Linked DNA regions of Gossypium hirsutum: all the other regions are linked to region 1. The links are chromatin contacts, called in public Hi-C maps. All regions are on one chromosome and are shown on one strand. The core of a region is the stretch at or near the end of the contact, and the rest is flanking DNA. Distances in the headings are between cores, read along the strand shown.

Evidence for each region. A called contact is a pair of places that touch in the nucleus more often than the background predicts.
Region 2: a Hi-C map of leaf shows a contact between it and region 1, with 2.3 times the contacts expected there. The contact joins the enhancer-like site here to the promoter of LOC107887231 in region 1. A contact is called at or near these places in 2 of 34 Hi-C or Micro-C datasets (both in leaf).
Region 3: a contact with region 1 is called in a Hi-C map of leaf, with 2.2 times the contacts expected there. The contact joins the promoter of LOC121219439 here to the promoter of LOC107887231 in region 1. A contact is called at or near these places in 3 of 34 Hi-C or Micro-C datasets (all in leaf).
Region 4: a Hi-C map of leaf shows a contact between it and region 1, with 4 times the contacts expected there. The contact joins the promoter of LOC107887194 here to the promoter of LOC107887231 in region 1. A contact is called at or near these places in 3 of 34 Hi-C or Micro-C datasets (all in leaf).

What each region holds. Positions count from the first base shown.
Region 1 is chrA03:48,612,177-48,615,157 of Gossypium_hirsutum_v2.1, reverse strand. It overlaps LOC107887231 (probable calcium-binding protein CML27), which reads right to left and starts at 1,582. Exons shown (of 1, transcript XM_016811410.2): 1 at 310-1,582. The coding sequence starts at 975. The coding sequence ends at 484.
Region 2 is chrA03:48,243,472-48,246,477 of Gossypium_hirsutum_v2.1, reverse strand. It overlaps LOC107887865 (serine/threonine-protein kinase 11-interacting protein), which reads left to right. Exons shown (of 8, transcript XM_016812086.2): 7 at 1-67; 8 at 168-357. Among protein-coding and RNA genes, the nearest start is that of LOC107887865, 5.6 kb to the left of the region's middle. Within about 2 kb of position 1,662, at least 7 of the 9 cell types and tissues checked have an H3K27ac peak or open chromatin away from gene starts, as enhancers often do. A contact at or near this core is called in leaf, where this site is marked.
Region 3 is chrA03:48,326,374-48,329,526 of Gossypium_hirsutum_v2.1, reverse strand. It overlaps LOC121219439, which reads right to left and starts at 1,296. Exons shown (of 2, transcript XR_005916205.1): 1 at 546-1,296.
Region 4 is chrA03:48,957,219-48,960,233 of Gossypium_hirsutum_v2.1, reverse strand. LOC107887194 reads left to right here and starts at 1,751. Exons shown (of 10, transcript XM_016811360.2): 1 at 1,751-2,050; 2 at 2,125-2,194; 3 at 2,348-2,415; 4 at 2,578-2,639; 5 at 2,747-2,828; 6 at 2,925-3,015. The coding sequence starts at 2,000.

The sequences.
Region 1 (2,981 bases), core at 333-2,832:
GTAAATTAAATTTTTATTATTTTTAAGAAGTAAAATATAATTTTACTATTATTAATTTAAAATTTATAAATTATAATCGGTACCCAACAGCCAAATTTATAAAATTGAAAAAGAAATATGATGAAATTTGAATTGGTGACAAAATGTTCAAACATTTAGCGTACTGTTTGAATTAAAGATTTATCTGATTTGGTTACAGCCAGACTATTTCTCCTAAATCCAAGGGTTGGTGGTTGGTAGGGGCTAAATGTAAAAACAGCAAAATTGCAGGCAAAATGAAAATAAAAAGAAACCCACCCTGGGTAATTGTAAGCGTAATCAATTTTTTTATTTGATTCCATGAAGTTTAGAATAATTCAAGAAGACGGCAATTTCATATGTTTGAAGAAATTATTTATGAAGAAACAAAACACAAACAACACAGCCCTAAGGGTCTAAGCCTAAGCCTTACCTTTCTTTCAATCAATTAAAAATTTATGAATCCTACGCCTTAGATCCTTTGCCATTAGTCGCCAAGGAAGCACTCATCATCTTCTGGAACTCCTCGAAATTGACATTGCCATCACCGTCTGAATCTACGGACTTGATCATCCTAACACAATCATCAACCGAACACTTCATCCCTAGCTGATTCAGAACCAGGTGCAACTCGCTCGTCGAAATCAGGCCGTTCTTGTCCTGGTCGTACAAATCGAAGGCGTCGCGCAGCTCCAAGGCGGCGGTGACTTCATCGGATGAAGACCGGAAGAGAGAGGAGAACTCGGAGAGGTTGATGAAGCCGTCTTTGTCGGTGTCGATGTCTTCCAAGACACGTTTGAGTTCTTCCTCAGTGATGCTGGAGCCCATTGATTTCAACACATCGCGGAGCTCCGTCACCGAGATCTTGCCGTCCCTGTTGGCGTCGAACTGGTTGAAGACTTTTTGGAGTTCCTCCTGGTTGACGTTGGAGGATTTCTGGGTTGGAGTTGCCGACATGGTTGCTTTAACCTCAAAGAAAGGAAAATGGAGTAATTGTGGGAGCCGATTTGGAAGTCGAGGTGGGCTTTATAAGCCTGGAGGCAAAACAGAACAACAGTTAAATGCTACTCTAATAATCCTACTTTATCCCTTCCTCATACCACTTCACCCTTATTACAACTGCAAAATAAGTAAATTTGTGATGATACCCATTATTATTTGAAATTTGAAATTTGTTTCTGTAAACCCCCCCCCCATTTATTCAACTAAATTTCTTTTAACCCTATTCATTTTAGGGTAAAGTACATTAAATACTCACTCAATTTTGATTTTAATAACAAAATAGTTACTCAATTTTTAAATATGATAAATCAGTCATAGAAATTATTTTCCATTACAAACATGACGAAAAAGTGACTTGTTATTTAATTGGCCATGTTCGAGTCCTTGCTATCATTTAATCGGGCACGTTGGAGGTTTTGTTGTCATTTAAACAGCCTCATTTAAGAACCCTAGCTAGGCAATAGAAGAAAAAGAAGAAGAAGAAGAAGAAGAGAAGAAATGGTTATATCGTCCAATCCCTCACTCTAAGAACCCAATCGTCACCGTCCAAGTTTTCATGTGTTCTCCTTTTACATCATCCAAAAATCACTCATTTATTATCCAATCCTTCACTCTTTTTGAAATTTTTACCTTTTTCTTTTGAATTTTTTTCTTCTTCCCATGGTTTCCTCCACAATTCCGACTAATGTTCTTGTCTCTGCCCCTTATTTTTCTTTTTGATTGGAGAATATCCATAAGATTTTCGAAATTTTGTGGTCTCAAAATTAAACCCAGGTTGACATCGCTGACTCAGTCATCCAGATTGACAATCAGGATCCGAGTTGAGTCGGACGTGTAGTTTGTAAGGCTCAGAACACCACTGTTGATGGTTAGTTTTGTTTGTTTTCAGTATAAAATAATTTGATTTTTCTGTTTTAATTGTTTTTCTTATGCTTTTCTTTTTTAGTTTGATTGGTTGCTTGGAAAGTGAAAGAAAGTGGGAGGAAATAGAAAGGATTATTGAGCATAAAAGAAAAAGAAATTATTTTTTTGGTTCATGTCCAACTTATGTATAACGCGGCAAGTTAACTGACAACGTCAGCTAGTTAACTAACTACACCACCTATTTCGTTAGGCCTATAACAAAAAATGTTAATGGGTGACTGATTTGTTACTTTTCGATAATGTTAGTGACTGATTTGTTATTTTTTAAAAGCTGAGTGACTGAGTTGAAAGTTGAGTGCTTGTTTTGTTATTGAAATCAAAGTTGAGTAACTATTGGTGTAATTTATCCTTCCTTTTTTTATTCTAATTTAGCCGAAAAAAATCATCTTCAAACTACATATTAATAATTAACTTGTCTATTTTCTTTTGTTAATATTTAATTTGTCTATGGATTTAACAATTTTGGTCCTATCTATAACAATGTCGTTTTTTTTCCATTAATGAAATTGTCATGACAAGTTCAAATCTGATGCAAATAATAAGATGAATTACTTTGTACACATAGCCTGACCATGTTGGCTCAAATTTTATTGAAAAAAAAGCAACAATAATTAATATGTTGCTTAAATAAAAAAAATTTAAAGAAAAACTTTAATATCGACTTTGGACAAAAATACTATTGGTAATGTAAAGAAATTGAAAAAAACAAGTCTTAACGATTACGATTTGACAAAATTAGAATCTAGCTTTTAAATGGTTACGATTTGACAAAATCTGGCTATTTAGATTTTTTAGGAAATTGACTTTTCAAATTTACTGTTTTTCCTTTTAGAAAACAATATAAATAGGAGGTCATTCTCCTTATTTTTTATAGAACACAACAAGAGAAAAATAACTTCTTTCATCCTTATGTTCTCTAAATTCTGGTGTTTTGAGAAATTACATGAGAGAGAAATTCTATCCAGGAGATTCGGTTTTAAGTAAGATTGTCTGTGGCTCCTCCAATCTTTCATACGAATTGAACCTAGTGTGGTTTC
Region 2 (3,006 bases), core at 413-2,912, 370 kb after region 1:
TATATGCTGGTTGTTAGTGTCACTTTTGATTGATGAGGTTGGATTATGAAGAAATCTTTTACATGAGGTATGAATTTGTTGAATTTTTTTTCACCAATGATCACTTTGCAAAATTTCTTGCGTGGAATGGTAAATATCATTATGAGTGCAATTTTATGTGTTTGCAGAGAGAATCTTGGATATATTAAAGTTTCCATAAGTGAGGATTTGGTTGGTCTGAGTCTTTAAGGTTGTGAGGTTAGTGATTTGTGATACTTCATTAGAAGTTAAGATACTAAACATTCCTCAAAACCCTGTATCTAATTCCTATTGTTGGTTATGGTTCATGTGCACTAAATGATAAATGTTGTTAAAGAAGGTGATTTGAATAATCGTTCACTTAACCGTGATAAATGTTATATAAACACCTTTATGTGCTTTCAATGGAAAATTAAGCGATTGGATTGTGGATCCAGGAGAAACCGACTATTAAACAGGTGCTGAGAGTTTATTGGAATCTTTAAAACCATGTGATAAGAATTTGACAGTAAGGAGAGCAGATGGATGTGTCTCAAAGATAGTTTTGGACAGGGTCTGTTAAAACATCAGAGGACCTCATTTGGTCCAAATAATCTTCTGTCGATAAGCAAACTTAAAAAAGAATAGAACTATGTCGCTAAATTCTTTCAATATTCGTGTGAATTTCTAGACTTGGAACTTGGGGAGGACGTAACAATGCTAATGCTCGGATTTCTATCTTTTAGAAATCCTTACTGCCTAAGAATAAAGGCATCCAAGCCCAACTGCGATATGGGTCAGTCCTAATATGAATTTTCAGGCTATAATTTTGTTATGGGATGGCATTTCGTTTAAGAATAAAAGTCTACTCTCCGAACATATACCCTAGTTACGCATCTTAACCTTTCTCAGTAATCCGTAGTGATGTGTAGGGATCATCTAGGGTAAGTGATCATTTGCATGTATGGGTATATCACCGCACATGATGAATAATCACGATATAATCCTTGGATAGAGTGTAAGGTGAATGGAATTCTAATTTGGATAGGACTCTTCGGAATGAAAGAATTTTGTCTATTTCAAAAGTTGAATTGTTGATCCTCGTCACTATGACATTGGATCCAACTCAAAAGGAGGAGGGGGGGGGGGATATTTTAATTTTTAATTAAATATTATATTATTTTCATCGCTGTACTTTTTTTATAGGAGTTATGTTTAGTGTCTTGTTATGTTTTTTCATTAGTTATTGATATTTAATCTTTCTTGGATGTAGCGGTAAATAAAGGGGCAAAGACAAAATCAAAATAGTTTGTTGGGATTAGAATTAAATTATATATTTTTATGATATAAAAATATAATTTTATTATTTTTAAAATATTAAATTAATTTTTTTATATTTTTTAAAAACAATATGTAGTTTTATGATTCTAATTTAAAATAAAATATTATAAACTATAAATGATTTAAATGATTTTGAAGGAGCTGCGCCTGCTAGCTCCCTAGATCCTTCCTAGCTTGGATGCTACAGATGAAGGGTGAGGGGTCTGAATCATAAGAAGACTTGCGCGTAAAGATGTTCCCTTATCTGATCAAATGATTGTCAACATGTAGAATCTGACAATGATACAATTATATTAGCAAATAGTGGTCAATCTTCATTATAGAAGAGAAATTTGAAACGAAGATGATATCAGGGGCATAGACCAGGCGGGCCCGGGCTGGCATAGGTCCCGGCCTTCCCTAAAATAGAAAATTACTTTTTAGGCTTTTAAAATTTTTTAAAAATTTTAAATTAGTAAAAGTAAAATTACACTTTGACCCTCTAAAATTATAAAAATTTAATTTAATTCTCTATAAATTATAAAAATATAAATTATAAAAAATTAAAATTTTAACCGGTCTCCTAACAAAATTTTCTAACTTCATCCCGACTAAAGAAAAAAAAAAAAAACCAACCATGACTTGAGAACAAAGGTGATAAGGACAAGGAACATTTCCAAAAGAAATGCTCCGGTTCGCTGCTTAAACTTCCTAAAATGCATTTCTTTCCGTTCGTTTTTTTCTTGGGCTTTTTTATCAGAATAAAAAATTCTTAAAATGGTATTCCACCACCATTATTTATCAAAATAGTATATTTAGGGTGGTGGAAGGACAATACCATGCCTATCAAAATGATATATTCAGGGTGGTGGAAGGACAATAGAGGTGTGCATGGGCCGGCTGGGTTTGGGCCGGGCCCATAAAAAATTTCGGCCCATTTTCAAGGCACGGGCCTAGTCCGGCCCGAAATATGAGCTTAAAAATTTATCCAAGCCCGGCCCGAAAAAAAAATGATAGGACCGAGCCCGACCCGGCCCGGCCTGACCATATTAAAAAAAATTTGCTTTTTTTTATTAAATAAAAAACTTTAAAATATAATAAATCAAATACATTTAAAACATAAAAATAAATATTAAAACAAAAAACAAATAAAAAATAAGACTAAAATAATTCTTAAAATAATACATAAATTAAAAATAAAATAAAAAGTAATTATATTAAAATTGAAAAATTGAAATAAATTAAAATTAAATTAAGAACTAAATTATATTAATAACAAAAGTTTTACAATATTAAAATAACATTAAAAACAACAAAAAGAGTAAAGTAAAATACTAAAGTTACTTAAAATTAAAAATAATTTTTTTAAAAATAATTTAATATTAAAATTGGGCCGGGCCGGGCCGGGTTGGGCTCGGGCTAAAAAATTTTTACTCGAGGCTCGGCCCATTTTCTAAACGGGCCTCGTTTTTTGTCCAAGCCCATTTTTCGAGCCTATATTTTTACTCAAACCCTCCCATTTTTTGAGCGAGCTTTTGGGTCGGGCCGGGCCGCCCGGCCCATGCACACCTCTAAAGGGCAACACCATCCTTTTTTTTTTGACACAAGTCAATAAATTTTTAAAAAATAAATAAATTTTTAATGGTAGAAGCCGGGAGATAGACGACACTGATTTGATATATAAGTTTA
Region 3 (3,153 bases), core at 47-2,546, 290 kb after region 1:
ATTCAAATAAAAATTATTATTTAATTAATCATTAACAACCAAACAAATTTATTTATTATTACTATTAAAATAAATTTCAAAACAAAAAATTAAACAATATCAAATTTGTCAAAACCCCTCAAATTTTAATTTTTAAAGAATTAAAAACAAAAATACTTTGAAAAAATTCTCACATTACATACATGTGACTTAAACCCAAGACCAAAGATAAGCTACCAAAGAGTTAGCCACTAAACCAACAAACTCATTTTGCTCCTAAAGCATGAAAATTAACTTAACAGTCCTACTGAACCACTAATCCAACCAACTAGCCTGAATAATTCTAACCTCAATTTTGGGGCGTTATAATTAAAGCCTACGCCTTGGAGTTGGATCAAATGAAATCCATTACAGAATCTAATATTAAACCAAGGGAGGATTTTTGCAGACCCCCAGAACAAGGCAAGATTAATTTTGATGTAGCATTCTATCAACAGGAAATGAAAGCGACAACATGAATCATTACAAGAGATCAGGATGGCTTTGTTGTGGGATCTAGTACTTACCCACTAGGAAGAACTGGGGATCCGATTACAGCAGAAGCGAAGGCTTGTCTTGAAGTTATTATTTTCGGGGAAGAAATGGGCTTTCTAGATCTGGTTGTGGAAGGTGATGCCCTAACCATTATTAAAAAAATCAAGTATGATTTAAAAGATAAATCGGTTATAGGCAACTTAATTGATGAAATAAAGAGGAAAAGATCCAGCTTTGTTCTCTTATCTTTTGAATATACCCCTCAAAATACATATGAAGCAACACATGCCTTAGTAGGACGAGGACACAATCTATCTGACCTAATCTACTGGATGGAAGAGGTATCATCGGAAGTAGAGCCTATCATTGTCAACGATCATAGAAGGGTTTTGGAATGTTAAAGGAGTTGTGTTACCATTCTGAGTTTGGTGATGGTGTTTTTAAAGAAAAATGGTACATATTTTCTCCGAAGAACTCAGGCTTTGGAGAGGTCTGGTATGGTTTTCGAAGAACAATACAGTGATGGAAGAAACCAGATGGCTCCGGTGATAGTTGCAGATGTAAAAAAGAGGAAATGTGTTTAGGAACCCAAAAGGGTTAGAGGTTTTTGTTATTAGGTTTTATTTCTCCTTAGGTATTAAGTTTTTTTCATTTCTTTCTTTAATGATTTAGGAAAGCCCAAGGTACCACCTCGGTTGCTAGTAATATTGCGACAGCTATTGGGCCAACTGTTGTTTAGCCATTTAATTTGTGGATTTCGAGTTACCTCTTTAAAGCATATTCGTTTTCTGTTTCAATAAATAAATAAATAAAATTTTAAGAGAAAACAATATTTTTAATTTTTCCTTAAATTGTTGAATGATTTTGGTTTTAGATTTAGATATATGATTTTTGACATGTTGTATATAAAATATTTGTGTTGGACTATACAAGATTGAGTTTAGGTTGGATCAAGTTTTTGACTTTCTCATATTGTAATGATTCGGTTTGATTTTCTATTTTTCCATATTAATTTTGAGTTTTTGAACTTTAACAAAGTACGCTTTGTTTTATGACTTTAGAAATATTATTTGATTAAATTTCAAAATCTTTTTCATAAATATTTATATAAAAAAATTGAAAGTAAATAAAAATAATATTGTAATTTTTTAAAAATATTTAAATCTAAAAGATTTGCTTCTACATCATATAAAATAGAAATAGAAATAGAAATTGTCTTAACTTCATTTGTCAACACCAGAATTTTATTTTATTTTTTCAAAGATAAGCATCATCTTTTTGAATACTCTAAGATAGTACAAGAAGTATTAACTATATAAAGCACAACAAAAATCAAAGAGAAGAAACATTAATGCAAGGATGTTTTCTCTTGATATTCTTTTGTATGGTAAACTGCTTTCATGCATTTTAAATGGATTCATAAAGCTAAAAACTCATTTTAGACCTTCAGATTACACTAACAACATATATATTTTTTTAGATTATTTTAAAAATGATTTATCAAAATATAAACCCAAACCAATTAAGTTTAAGATTTTGTTATATCAAAATAACAATCTAATTAGAAAAGGTTAGATATTTTGTGACAAAATAAAGTATTAAAATGGGTTTTGGGATCTTGAGGAAAGGGTGGGTATGAAATGCGCCAATGAGTAGTCCAGATCTGGATCGTTGGCCGTCATTGCCTGGCTAGATTCGGAGATTTGATGCCTTCAATAAATATAAAACTAGTTACTTAGTGCAGATATTACATTTTATTTGAGACTTTAATATTCTCTCACAACTTTTTATTCATAAAAAGAGTTTAAAACAAAACATAGGCAGTGATACCTTTTCTTGTACCAGTGTCTGTCCTATTATCTTATTGCACTGTCTGCGACATGGTATTTGTCATTTTATAGCCCTATCTATTGCCTCTTAAAATATTATCTATTGGATCTTAAAAAATATTAACAATTTCAGTTTGAAATCATGAATGCAGCACGCAAATGTTTTTATATTTTTTATTTGGTATAATCTCAAACTTAGCCCTTAGTACTTACATTTTTTTGTCAATTTGGTCCTTTTTTCTTTAGCAAAATTTGGCCCTTAACCTTTTTAAAAAAAAATCAAATTTGACCATCAAATTTTTGAAAAACAGTTGAAATAATTTTTTAATGATTAATATTAATTAAAATGTTAATTTTTTAAACATGACAATGTACTCCATGTTGCTTCTTTTTTTGATTTTTTATAAAATTTTTATATATTTTTTATTTTGATTTTAATAATTTTTTAATTATTTGTTGACTTGACATATAAGACAAATGGTGTTATGTTAGCATGACATGCACATGGACTACCATGCGAGCTGTCAAGCCAGCGGTGTTCAAAATGAATGTTTTAGTCATCATTTCTATTAAAAAAGTTGTTTGACTCTTTTTTAAAAGGTTAAGGGCCAAATCTAGCTCAAAAAATGAATAAGGACCAAAGTGATAAAAAAAATAGAAACATTGAGGGCTAAATTTATTATCATGACTTTTTTATTTGTATAAATTAAGAGGAATTCTTATTATTTTTCATTATAAAAATATGTACTTATCGTCTATTTCATTGTTTAAATGAAATAATGTCACATTTGATACATGTACTTTCATAAAA
Region 4 (3,015 bases), core at 502-3,001, 340 kb before region 1:
TGTGTAAATTCTCCTAAATTTATTCTGATTAATTGGTTTAAGTTAAATTATTTATTCAATACCCTTTTGTGGAATTCTATTTTTAGCCCCAAGTCCACTGCGTTTGTTTTGAAAATTGGGATAAAAACCCTTTAGATGCCAACGCACAGAAGGCATGGTGGAGGCATCCTCAATCTGTATTTAATAATTCATTCTAATTGAAATTATCATATAATTAGTTAAATGTAACTTAAAAGTTAATAAAAAGAGTAAATTATATCATTAGTCATTAAATTATAAATAATTTTTTGTTTTAGTTATTAATCTATTTAAAAAATTTTATTTAAGTAATCGAATTGTTAAAACTAATGTTATATGATTTTTTCTATTTGTATTATCTACATCAATTTTTTTCCAAATATAATTTAAATAAAATTTTTTAAATAATTAAATATTCAAATTTTATTTTTTTATTTTGTTAAGCGACTAAAACATAATTATAATTTACTAACTAATAATGTAATTTATTCTAAGAAAAAAAATGACTTTTAGCAAATGGAAAGTTAACAATAGCATGTGGGCTGAGGTGTAGTTAAGGTGCTGGCAGGATCTCAACTCTAAAAATAGAAAAATTTTATTTAAGTATTGTAAAAATTTTAAAATTTTAAATTATAAAATTACATGTTCATCCTTTATAAATAATAAAAATTTAATTAATTATTTAAAATTATAAAAATATAAACTATTAAAATAATAAAATTATATTTTTACTATTATAAAAATTATAATTTAATTTCAGAAAGGTTTCAACAGGGGCGAAACCAGGGGGCGGGCATGGGCCTCGGCCCCCCTAAAATGGAAAATTTTCATTTAGGCCCTTTAAATTTTTTTAAAATTTTAAATTAGTAAAGGTAAAATTATACTTTGACCCCCCTAAAATTATAAAAATTTAATTTAATACTTTAAAAATTATAAATATATAAACTATAAAAAATTAAAATTTCCTTCGACTCCCCCAAAAATTCTTTTCTGGCTTCGCCTGGGTTTCAACCTCCTGGAAAGTAACATGAGAGTTTGGACATATAATATTTGGGGTTGGAAATGGAATTTAGGAGTAATTATAAATTTTTAGCTTTGGAAACAGGTTTGGAGTTAAAAAGGAGGGTGTAAGAAATTGAAGCAAGCACGCAACCCAAGTTTTGAACGGTATACGTACATTTCATATCCATAAGCACTTAGAATTGCTGTTCAAATAATAGCCACTCGCACCGTACGGCAATAAACCGTCCACGACTAACTTCATTCATAGCCACCCGTACAGTACGGCTATAAACCTTCTACAAAAGCAAATCAATTTTGATACATGGAGTGAAAATATTAAATTTTATTTATGAAGGCTATTAATTTTTAAATTTAAAAATCATTCGACTTGGTTGAGATCTAATTATTTCTGAATTAATATATTTTCATAGCATTTAAAGGTTTATTTTTTAATTTTAAAATATATTTTAAATCACTTAATTTCGAGTTGAGGTCTTAAGTTGTAACAATTTTAGTGAAATTATGCGAATCAAAATTTTTAGAAAACTTATTAAGGAAAATGATAAGTTTTAAATTTTAATTCGAATTTAAATTATATTGAGATCGATTTAAAATTTAATTTTTATTATATATTAATTAGATTTTATTAAATTTAGTTTAAATTTAGTTCTTATTTGAATGTAATTAATTAGCCTATATAAATTTCTCTTCATTATTTTTTTTTTGTGCAATATTACTTTTGTTTAACGGGTTGTGGGAATTCATTTAATTTAAGATGCATTTCTCAATGGGATCAAATAATGGTTTATTTCTTTATGGTTGAATATTTATTTGTTATTCTTAAATTTATTATTTTAATTATTTTTGTTTGATCTTCCTCCATCGCCCGTTACCACACCCCTTTCTTAAGCCTATGCTTTAATCAGAAGCAAAACAAATTGGAAGCAGAATAAGCAAACAGGATTTCCGATCAAACAAAATGGCAACTGTTTTAGATTCCCATTTCTTAGCTCTAACTGCCATTGTAACTGTATGTTTTTATTTTCTCCCTCTCTCCCTCCAAAATAATTGATGTTTGATTTATTTGGGGTTTTGCTTGTGCAGTTGGGATATCAAATATTTTTCTTTATAATCACTGCTCTTCTCAAGTTCGATAAAGTCACTGACTTTGCAGGTACCTCATCCATAAATTTAGCTTCTTTAATTGTCCTTTTAAACTTTTATTAGAGCATAGGAAAGGTAAAGACCCATATAACAATTCATACAATTCTTCAAATGTGAATTCATTGGTTTCTAAATGATATCGTCTTTGTTTTCTTTTGCTCAGGAAGCACGAATTTTGTTATAATTGCTGTGTTGACTCTGATAATTAAAGGATCATGGCATTTTCGTCAGGTAATTTGGATTGACTGCGTAAAAGTTTGCTTCAAACTTCACTGGTTTAAACTGTTCTTCATCTGTTAGGTGTTGACTCATTTTAGATGGTCCTTAAAGCTCATTTATACTGTTCTTGCACCTCCTGTTTGTATGTACTGATTTTGCAACTCTGCTTTCCAGGTAGTATTGACTTCGCTTGTAGTAATATGGGGGCTACGCTTGGCAATTTTTCTATTGATGAGGTATAATAGTATGAAATTTTATTAACTATTTTTTCCTTTTCTTTTTTGTTTATATATATTTGATGATTTAATTGAAAGATTACCAATATCATGTGAAATGCGTTCAGAATTTTGCAATGGGGCGAGGATCGACGTTTTGATGAGATGCGCAGTAATTTGGGGAAATTAGCAGTTTTCTGGATATTTCAGGTCTTCTTATCTGTCTGATCACACCCATTTCTTTGCTGTTTATCAGTGTGACATCTAATAAACTTTACTGCACCACAATCTTTACATGCATTGCAGGCTGTCTGGGTCTGGACCGTGTCTTTACCTGTAACCGTGGTTAATGCTAGTGATAGAGATCCATCGGTTCGGGCTGAAGACATCATAGGGT